Linked DNA regions of Anas platyrhynchos: region 2 is linked to region 1. Evidence: chromatin contacts called from public Hi-C data. All regions are on one chromosome and are shown on one strand. Each heading gives the region's core, a stretch centred on a gene start, on an enhancer-like site or on the middle of the called end of the contact. The rest is flanking DNA. Distances are from core to core; before and after follow the strand shown.

What was found. Hi-C and Micro-C count contacts between places; a contact is called where the count stands out from the background.
Region 2: a Hi-C map of subcutaneous adipose tissue shows a contact between it and region 1, with 2.1 times the contacts expected there. The contact joins two enhancer-like sites. A contact is called at or near these places in 2 of 8 Hi-C or Micro-C datasets (F1 follicle and subcutaneous adipose tissue).

Annotation. Positions count from the first base shown.
Region 1 is chr2:123,696,934-123,702,274 of IASCAAS_PekinDuck_T2T, reverse strand. All of the region lies in intron 5 of CREB5 (cAMP responsive element binding protein 5), which reads left to right. Among named protein-coding and RNA genes, the nearest start is that of CREB5, 150 kb to the left of the region's middle. Within about 2 kb of position 1,669, at least 1 of the 8 cell types and tissues checked has an H3K27ac peak or open chromatin away from gene starts, as enhancers often do. A contact at or near this core is called in subcutaneous adipose tissue, where this site is marked.
Region 2 is chr2:123,861,566-123,867,076 of IASCAAS_PekinDuck_T2T, reverse strand. No RefSeq gene overlaps it. Among named protein-coding and RNA genes, the nearest start is that of CREB5, 15 kb to the right of the region's middle. Within about 2 kb of position 3,791, at least 5 of the 8 cell types and tissues checked have an H3K27ac peak or open chromatin away from gene starts, as enhancers often do. A contact at or near this core is called in subcutaneous adipose tissue, where this site is marked.

The DNA.
Region 1 (5,341 bases), core at 420-2,919:
ACTAGAAGGGAAGAGATGAGTTGGAGGGGAGCAGAAAGACCAGGGAGGTCACAGATGTAGCCTGGAGTATGTTGAGTAAGTGAGAACAGGAAGAATAAAATTGGTATCGTAGACTGGGAGAGCCAGCAGATTAGATCAAATATATGTGTGAAGAAGACAAAACAGAAAGCTCTTGTATGAAAACATTTCTTGTGAATTAGCAGAGCTGAGCTCCAGACTGCATATCAGACTGTCTCTCTCATCTGTGCTTCTTTCTAAATTCACTAACACTGCAGTTTACAGCAGTTTACAGACCTTTTTCTTAGTCCCTATAAATATTTTATAGAAGCCAGGTTAGCTGAAATGAAAAATAGAGTTGTTTTTCTTAGGTGCATGATTTAAAAGCTTAGCAAGAAAACTTGTGGAAAACATAATTGCCCTAAACAAAACAGAACTCTGAAGAGTTTTGCCAAATGAAAACTAACTTTTATCAATACCCTCTAAAGTCTTTTTTTTTTTTTCTTTAGTGAACTGTTTTCATGGCAAAGTTCAACTTTCAGTTCCCAGGGTTTCTAACTGAAGAACTCTTTACACTTTTCACTGTCCTTATAAAAGACAGACAAAGTGGTTTAAGGAAATATTTTTTAAAATATTCATTATCTGGCAAAGACCAGGCCTGCAGTATTTCAGCCTAAAAAGGGATAGTTTTGGAAGGTTTTAAAAGTATCTGAAAAAAAAAAAGGGGGGGGGGGATAGAATGAAAATGAAAATGCAACTATAAACATAAGTTTTAATGTCATTCATCCTGCAGTAGTTTTTTAAGTCATCTTCTTCTTTTTTACATAGTTACATTTATAATAAATGTATAATGTCTTCTGTGTGATACTATCTATTATCTCAGTGTGCGTTTGTGAGATACATGCCCCTACATATGTGTATTATGAACATAGCAGTAAGGCAGATGAAATCACACCAGACACATCCTGGAATTAACTCTGAGTTTGCATTGTGTTTACCTGGTCAGCTACCATTTGTTTAAATCCCTGAAGATGCTTCTGGGTATCTGCAGCTTCCTTTTCTTTTAACCGTGATTACAAATATTTAATACCTTTTGTTTGAACACTATGAAAACATTGACCAGATGGGAAATCAGGTGAAACTAAATAGAGGTTTCATGAACTGGTCTCTAAAATATAGACGAACAAGAATATTACTAGCCAATCTGGGGAACAGTTAGATGACAATTGTGGTGGCTGCCCCTGGCCCATCCTTACCTTGCTTCAGGCTGGAGATACAGACTAGGCAACGCTGACAACTAAAGCAGAATTAAGATACAACAAAGTGGAAACATATTAACTGAACCAATAAAAATAATAATATTAATAATAATCAAGCAACGCAACTGCAGATTGTGCTCTGAACTTTGCCAAATTTGGGGCTGCTGGCAGGCCACCAAGAATAGTAAATACAACAGACAAGGGCCCCTCATCTGAGAAAGCCTTGCCACAGTCCCCAGAGAGCTTTGCCCTACGAACCAACAGCAAGAGCATCCCAGCCGGTCTGAACAGCCACCGTGGAATTACGGCATGAGATTTCTGTGAAGTGAGATTAAGCTAAACTTGCATCTTGTGTGAATTCAGATTAAATGAAGGGACTCAGTTGTTATTTAGCAAAAACAGTTCCCTTGGTTACATTGGAGTCATTTTTACTGTGTTGGTATGATGTAATCGGCTGGTTTAACATTTAGAGCTAGTAAAACATGTGCGTATAATTTTTTTTTTAAAGTATGTGCCTAATCACTTTCATTTTGCACTCACTTAGCTCAATATTAATAGTTTGCATTGGCTGAGAATTTACAAACAGGCTTAGGAGTGAAACAGTCTAGATTTCTACATGTGATGGCCTGAAAGTTACAGGGAGTAAAGAGTCTTGTCAGACTCCTAGATCTTTCCTCCCACACATGCTGGCCACCAGATAAATCATGTGTGTGAGTTTATAGTGGAGTCGGTACTGGATGTTAAGCAACACCCAGAAGTGAAGTTCTTGAAATAATTTCCTGTGAAAGCTACAGTAGACAGATTTGTAATCATAGATCGTGGCATTAATCAAGTAAACAAACCATCCATTTTTGCTGTGGCATTCCTGAAATCTCTTTTAGGAATGCCAAAGTTCTGCATAATGATACTTCCCAGTAATGAGTGTGGTAAGCACAGGATAGCATGACACAGAGGGCTTCTCAGTTCTTTGGGGCACGGATGTAAAATTCCTCTGATACAGCAGTGAGAGTCAGAAGACATCTGAAATGTGACTTAAACATTTCGGTAGTATTCATACTACTTATTTACATTGTAATTACAACATTTCTCCTCTTAAAACCTTTCCGAAAGGTTGCTTATCCCCTTCTGTCAGCTAAGAGAAATTTCAGGCATGGCTGCTCTTGAAGTAAAGAACGAATTGGTAAACAGAGGCAAACTCTTTGTCCTGCATTGTTACTCATGCTGACAAATGTGCACTCAGTAAAAGCTGTTGACAGCTGTGGGCTGCTCAAGAACCACAGCTAATGTGGGAGAATCTCCTCTAGGAAACAGGGCAGGTAGGCTTCATCTAGCTTGTGTAAAAACGGGGTTTGCTGGAGGGGAAAGAACCAGGATGGTTTGAAGAGGAAGGCATTAGGTTGGAGGAGGTTCTGTGTGGAGCTATGTGGTGTTCAGTACAGACCTGATTTTGTTTCACATTTTCTTTAATGACTGTAATGTAAGTATAACAAGTACTGCTGGTGACGCAGGGTTTGGAGACATTGGCAATACAGAGAAGGACCTGGATATCATACAAAAAAGGAGGGGAAAAAAATCCAACAAGAAAAAACCTGGATGAGCTTTGAGTACTGAACTAATGGCGATGGAATGAAATTCAATATTAAAAAATGCAAGACTGTGCCTGGGGGGACTAATAAAAATTTCTAGAAGCAGCAGCAGTTCATCAGCCCAATACGGCAATGTAGAAGGAAGGCTTGAGAATAGTGGTAAGTGGTCACAGGCTGACAGCAAGCTTCTGCAGTGGTCTGCTTGATTTCAAGGTGCAAGCATTCTTAAATAATGATGCGTCAGGAAGGTGGCTGGCTATCCAGAAGCACTGAGAGGCATTAGGATGGCGTGGTGGACTGATCTGGAGCTGACTTTTAATATTAATGAAAACAGGTTAGGGAAAGTGTGGGGAGGATGGTTACCACAGGTCATGAAAATGAAAGAAAGTAGCTTCTCAGGAGGAGAGATTGAGTTAATTAAGGGACAATGAGACAGCTGGCATATTCAAGGCAAAGGGTTAGCAAAAAGGTCTTTGCAGCAGCAATCTGGACAAATATGAAAGAGGTAAAATTGTATTGGTAAAAGCCAGAAAAAAAATGATGTTGCAACTATTGACGTGCGGGGTGGTGAGGCATATGTTCCAGTTATGAAGCAATTACAACAATATATAAGCCCTGAAGTGGTTTCAAGCTGAATTCAGATTGGCATCTCTGTGCAGAATAATTAACACACAGAATCATGAACATGGAGGACAAAAACAGTAGAAAACTTCAAAATCCTAGAAACTAAATTCACTTTGAATGGAAGGAAGAAACAAAGGGAAAATTTGGGGAAGAAAGGAGAGAAATGGTAAAATCCCAGGGTTTGAAACATAAAGAATGCAAGTAACATCCCAGTTAAGTTGGGAAACTGATCCAGGTGCTACTTCTTTTGCATTAAAGCTATTCAGCTGAATTCACAGTTGTTTCCACTCAGGTTAGAGGGAATCTTGGGCTATAAAGTGAACTCTGCAGGTTCTCAGATGAGTTAGTCATCATTGTTTTAATTTGTTTATCCTGTTTCCATAATAAATCCTTTTTTTTTTTTCTTCTTTTTTTTTTTTTTTCTCATTTAAATGTATTAAAATCTATTTTGTTGGGATTTTAAAAATTGAGCTTACTGTGGTTCATTTCTCAACAAAAAGTTTGTCTTCTACCCTTATGTGAAAAGTCAGCAGGGATGCCAGCATGGCAGTGGTATTTTTCAGTAAAGAATTCACAGAAGTGCCTCATTGACATGGGCTATAGTCAGTGAGGACAAGCATGAACACCTTGGTTTTGCATAGTGGAAGGAGCAGGCTCTACACGTTAGAGGGTGTCCCAGAAAATGAGTGCTGCCAAGTGCAAATCCAGCAGGCACAATTTGTGTAGAATATGTTCTTACCGCAATGTATTTTCAAGCACGTGAATGTTTTCTAGGTAGATTTGATTCTGCATTTGATGTCAGATTAGAAAAGCCGTGCATTTCAATTCTTAGAAACTAGTCTTGAAAGTAATGCAGTATCCTGCACCACAGAATGTGGAAGTGAAGTTAGAAATATTTTCTCTTTTGTTTATCATCACAGTAAAACTGATGGTGTAACTCTGGCTTTAATGTCAGTAAAAGGCAGGTATTTTCCTCTTAGAGTCCTGAAAGATCTGAATGAGTGTGTGAGAGGTCTGTTTGTTTTGAGTATGTTTAGAGATAATAGATAGTCATTCTTTTCCAGAAGAAAAGCATTGGAGGACTAAACATAGTATGTAAATCCTAAAAACATAAGTGAGTACAGATGGACCTCACTTGGTTTCAGAAAGGATCTCTCAGATAATGAGTCTGTGGCTGGAGAAGTTACTCTGAAGGAAATCGAACTAGGATTTCCTGTTGAACTCCCATCACAAAACAAACAAGAAAAAAAAAAAAAAAGACAATAGTTTTTTTGTTTGTTTTGCTTTTTTTTTTTTTTTTTAACATTTTAAAATAATATATCAAATAAAGTAATAGCTTTATGTCATTAACAACAGAGTTCTAATTCTTATGGCTGACTTGTTACACTGTAAACATTATGTTGTATTTCTACGGGAGTCTGCAAATCAGGGAATCACATGCTGGCCGTGAGTTGTGGCTACATCTCAGTCTCCTTGCTGTAGCCTCTGTTGTTTTGTAAGAAACGTAGAAAAATTCTAATCTATAATAAAAGAGGCTGTAGTTTCAGTGTCAAGGTGTTGGATGTTGATTAAATTCAGACCTTTGGATAGAGCCAAGTTAAAATGGTACCAATTGGGTAGTGAATTCTCATCATCCTGCTAGTGATTTAATGGTGTAAATTGTGTGCCTGAGGATGAACAGGGACCTGTAGAATTGCTTGGCTATCTGTGCTCCTTCATGGAGTTTCAAAGCTAAAGCCAATTTATCCAGCAAATGTTTTATTTCATTTAATTTTCATGGAGGAAATATTACTAGCTGGATTACTAACAAACATGGACACATCTTTAAAGCAAGTGACCGCATGTGTGTGTTTATCAAATAGCACTGTGAATTGA
Region 2 (5,511 bases), core at 2,542-5,041, 160 kb before region 1:
CCACTTTCATACTAATCAATGTCAATGGAAATCACATGCTATGAAATCCTTGTGTCTTCTGATGCTTTTGGAAAGTGGGTGCCGTTTTGACAAGAACTGGTCCTGATGAAGGATAGATTCTGCTTGATTATTTCAAAAGGGAAATCATTTTTATTTTTTTTCCATCTGTCTCATGTATTTCTCGGTAGTGCAATTGAAGAAAAGATTCTCCCCACTCCTATGAGCTAACTTAAATCCTCAGGGCAAATTCAGGAATTTTTTTTTTTTTTTGTACAACAGAACCTGAAAGTGCTTTCAGTCAGGAGAAATGTAAATATCAGAACTTGCTCAATTGCAAAGACTGAAAATAATGTAAATATTTAATGTAGTGCATGACTTTGCAACATATTTATAAGGTGAGCTGACCTCAAAAGTTTCTTTAACTGCATATAACTAAAGAATAGCACCTTTTATCTCATTAGAGTTTAAGGAGAGCTCATTGATTCAGAATATTTTTAAAGTGTACTTAAACAGTTTTCAGGTATTAAATCTTGGCCTTAATATAGGGTGTTGCAAAATCAAATGTAACTTTGAGCAGGCCTATTTTTTTTATAATAAAAATATGTTTAAATAGGAAAAATACTAGCTGTTATAAAGCTGCAAATGTTATCCATACTGCTAGAATTATTTAAAAATGCATCAGTTTTATGAGTTATTTTGGCTCGTGTAAATTAAAATGTATCAGCTGGCGATGCTGATTGCCAGTGTCCTCCTGTCCAAGGGACTAAAGGCCTGGTAGTTATATGGTTAGTATAGTGTAGGTGTTTTGAGTGTGGAGAATGATCTGGCTGAGGTTCTTAGACAGAGAGGCCATTTGTTGCCTCAGTTGGGAAAATAAGAGAGTGTTGCAGAAGATGGTAGACTGACTATGGAAAATAGAGGCTGGTTTCTTGACTCCTGGGGGATCAGAGCCCTGTCTTCTCAAGAGGAGATGGTTGATCAGGTTTGGAAACCAACCCACGCTTTCATCAAAGGAGGAGCAAGGTGGGCACAGCATGGCTTCTGTGACTGTGGTTTGCCTTCTCTGCTGATGTCCCCTGCCACCCAGATCGCTCCTTGCTCCCTTCACCTGCAGGGAGCAGACCGAGCAGTGGGTGCCATGGCAGTGCCAGCCCGGGGGGCTCTGACATCCATGTGAGGTGGGGAAGAGAGGCCTGCAGAAGAAGAAGGTATGTGCACCATGTCCTTTACTCAGCAGGAGCAGTGCAGGTAACACCCAACATGGCTCAGTCACTATTGTCTCCATGAAGCTTGGTGTACCAAACTTTTTCCACTGCTGTTACAACAGCCCTCAGTGGGTAAGTAAAAGGACATGAAGAAGCTCAAGCTGAGCACTTTCCCAGCCTCTTCTTAAGCTTCAGTATCCGCTATAGCCTACAATAGGGCCTTTGCTCTAGAGGACATATTTCCTTGGGAAAGGCCGACCTGAAGACTGTTATGTCTGGAGAAAATACTGTTTTTCTTTGCAGACATTCCTTTTAAGAGAAAGGTGTTTCGAAGAAAAGTTAAACTCAGCATATTAAGCCTGCCTCAAATGGATGTGTCACTTTTATTGGAATTCTAATTAAATGTAGACTCATAAAAAGTATACCTTCCCAATTTAAATATGGCTGGCTCTCACGTCTATACGGTTCCAAAACTTATGACGACAGATTAATGACTAGGCTGAAAGTCTGTCATAACCTGGTAGGATAAAGCTAATCCAAATCGACTATATGCCACGATTTTATGACACAAAGTTATTGAAAAGTACAAGAATAATTAAGTGGAAATATAATAGAGGAAGCGTTTTCTGAGCTCTGGCACTGTGGCAGAGCCTGCCACCTGATATGGTTGGTTAGAATAGCAGGTCTAGAGTAGTAACACATTTTACACTACTTTTTTAAAGAAACTGTGGCTCGAGTAGTCCACCACTGAAATTCATTTTGAAAAAAAAAAAAAAAAGTGACAGCTTTGGCAGTTATAAAACAGAGGTGCCTTGTTTAACTGGGTGACACTAATTATAGGTAAGAGCTCTATAAACACACTCCTTTGTTCTCTGGGAGCTGGACAACATATAATATAACTCTGGCCTAGCAAAAATGTCATCTATAAATAAATAGAAAATAACTGTTCTTGTTTAACTGAACACAGATAAGAAAATAAGTTGGGACCACTCAGGCTTATTTTTCAGACTTTGTTTTTGTTTTCAATAATGCTATTTAAATAGTCTTTGGAATACATCTTTCTGTGGCGTAACTTACATAGAAGATCAGCTCTGCACTGGTCAAAGATGGTCAGCTTCCTAAATTCAAGGTAGCAATTTTGGTCTAAATTTCTGTATCTCTTTTAGACTGCCTACAGGTATAGTGCAGATGCCTGGGCTAATGATGCCCACACCAGCTCCAAAATCAGAGGCAGGTTAGTCACGTCAGCATTATGTTCTGCCTGAGCCAATACATCCTAATGAGGCTGAATTTACAGCCTACACATGTTTTCAAGACAGAGCTGTGATCTTTGCATGGGGTCTGTACCACTCCATGCAAGTATTCCAGCTTAGGTAATGCTAGCTGGCTTTGCCAGCCTTGTGCCTTTCCATTGCAAAGGGGAGATGTATGCTAAATGCATTCTTACTTGGAGGTGAGACTGGCCAAATATAGATGCCTACTGGTACAGATAAATCAGATTTTAAGGGACAGTATTTAAGTACAAGTATGATATAAACTACAGGTGAGATTCATCCACACTATCGTGTATGTCTGAAACCTACAGGAAGCTCATCTCTGCTATTCATGCACACTTCTCTGGTTGCTGGAGGGAGCTGTACTCTTCCAGGGGATGAATTACCAGGAGTCATAGACCGTGTGCTGCACTGTGTTGCTTTCATGTGTTCACAGCAATGCGTGTTATTTCTGATGGCAGCAGAAACGTTGGCATCAAGAAAACCCAAGCAACTCTAGAACCGTTTTTTAATTACTTGAAAATGCATCACATGTTGTAGGTATGACTTGTTTAGTTTCTTGTCACTACTATAGACAACATCTATAACATCATATAGTAATGTATTTCAGGTACTCTGGTACAAATGGTATTTTAAACTGCCATACTGACTATTGCATTCATGTAGCACGAAAAAAACAATCAAAATCACAAAGGTGTTCTGGTTTGTGATTGGGAATAATGTGTTCTGAGACGGTGAAGCATGTTTGGGACTGGTGATGGAGGTCAGGGCAGCAGATGGAACTCCCCTGGCAGGTGCTGTGGCATTGCAGTGCTGAGCCCAGTGTGTGCACCCCTAGAGCAGGCTGGGATTTGCCAGTGAGGCCAAAATTTCAGCACCCAAATGCAGGGTGAGGGAACAGGGATGCTGTTCCTGCTCAGCCGTGAAAGCCTGAGCTTAAACTCTCTCTTACAACTCCTGCAGAAGCGCTAACTCCAAGACACTCTGAGACACCACTCTCACCCCAAATCTACCTCTCCTTTTGTCTGTGTTTTGGAAATCCACCTGCAGATCTCTGTGGTGGTGGTGAAGAAGCGTGCCAGTAAGTTCAAGAACAGCACAACTGTGCTGCTGAAACTGCTGTGGACAACGCTAGGAATTTGCTTTCCTTCAGCTTCTCCAGAGCAGACATGCCAGGGCTTTTTGCTGCCTTTTCCACGCCAGGGGAAGGAGCAGGGCAGCGCTGGCCGTGTGCATCCAGATGTGCATGCTGATGTTGGGGTGAAGGCCAGGCTCCCCAGCAGCTGCCCCGGGCTCCCTCTAGAGGGAGCCCGCTGATGAGGAATAGCCCAGGAGGCAGCGCAGAGCCGAACTTGAACTTGCTCAGCTTTACAAAAGCTTGCCCGAGGATTAAGCGAGCTTTTTGGGGAGTGTTTGCTTTAGAAACAGCCCCAGCCCTGTTGCAAACCTACCCTTCTGACTGCAAAATATATAGCATCACAGTCCTTTACTTACCCAGCACCAGGACCGCCAATGCATCCTAACCATTCTGAAATTGGGAATATTGATATGGTTTCAGGTCTTTGCCGGTTTGCCGCTCTGGCATGCTCCACAGAAAGCCTGCTCGAAGATGGCATTTGCATAGAGAGATATCGACTGTGTGATTTCAGGGTTAGAGCTGATGAGTCAGAGGTGCTGTCAGCAGGCAGATGCAGCAGGGAGTGCTCTGTGGTTTGTACACGGTGCACATTTTGAGCGTGAGACATAAGGTCAAAGGCCAAGTAGCTTTAATTGCAATTGCAGGAGAACAATCGGCAGCCTGAATGCTTTCCTGGGATCAGAAAATATGCTTGCATTGTTGGGGAAGAAAGAAGAATATAGACAAAGGTATTCAATAAGTTAGTTTTTATTTATTTATTTTATTTTTAATATGTATTTTGAAAGCATTTTCATGCCATTTCAATTACTGTACTTAACTTGACAGATGTATCTCTCTTTTTCAGCAGAGACTTCACCCAGTTTTCAAATAGAATTTACTGATATTTCTTTTAAACTCCTTACTACAGAGCAACAACAAAATTTTTAAATAACTTTATAAAGCAGAGCCAAACTCTGCAGCTTACTCCTTAAAGAAGCTGAAATAACTGAAGTACTGGCAGCTAAGCAGTTTGCAAAAAGTGAGCTGCTTAGATCTTTGCAACATGGAAATAAACATGGAGTTTTATGTGCCTTTCCTACATTATTAAGTAGCTTATTTTAAAACTCCAGTTTGCCCTGGAGTTGTGAAGAACATCAAATATGTTGCCAGTTGGAAATATGACTGTTTACTTTAAGAGGCACCTGTAAATTAAAAATAAAAAATAAAATCAAACTGAAAAGAGAAATTCATTAAATTGAAATAAGCCTGAGTGAATAAGTGCAGTATCTCACTGAAATGAAAAAACTCAGGGCAGGAGCTTGTTTGCTGGAGACTTTCTGGCCTCCCTATGTAGTTTTTAGTCCTATGTTTCTAAAGGGTGTAAATACTTAAAAGTTCTGGGTATTTTCAATTACTATTGTTAGACAGAAAACAAGCTCCGGTTTCTTCAAACCTTATTTCGTTGAATGTGTCTGAGTCATAGGAAAAGTCATTCCATCATGTCTAGAAACTGTTTTTATTCAGAGTACTTGTCAGGAAAGAAAATAAACAAGTATTAGTTCCTGCCACCATTCATTTCAGAACAGTTACAACCGATATAATTAGGTCTCAGATTTAAAAAAAAAAAAAAAAAAAAAAAAGGTCTGAATGAAAAGATATAAGATTATATATGTCAGTTGCTGAGCATTTGGCATGAACAGCTTTTCCAACACTTGCTCTGGTTATTATAAGTTTTGAGTTGTAAATGACTGCATTCAGCAGCAAACCTGTCAGGTTGGAGAGCTTTTCATTAAATGTTTGATCTAGAAATTTTTAATCAGCACACAAATAAAACAAATTATTAAAGCACTACATCAGCTACGGTGTATGTAATTGGGATGAACGGGGTGATGTAACTGGTGGGGAACAGCACAAG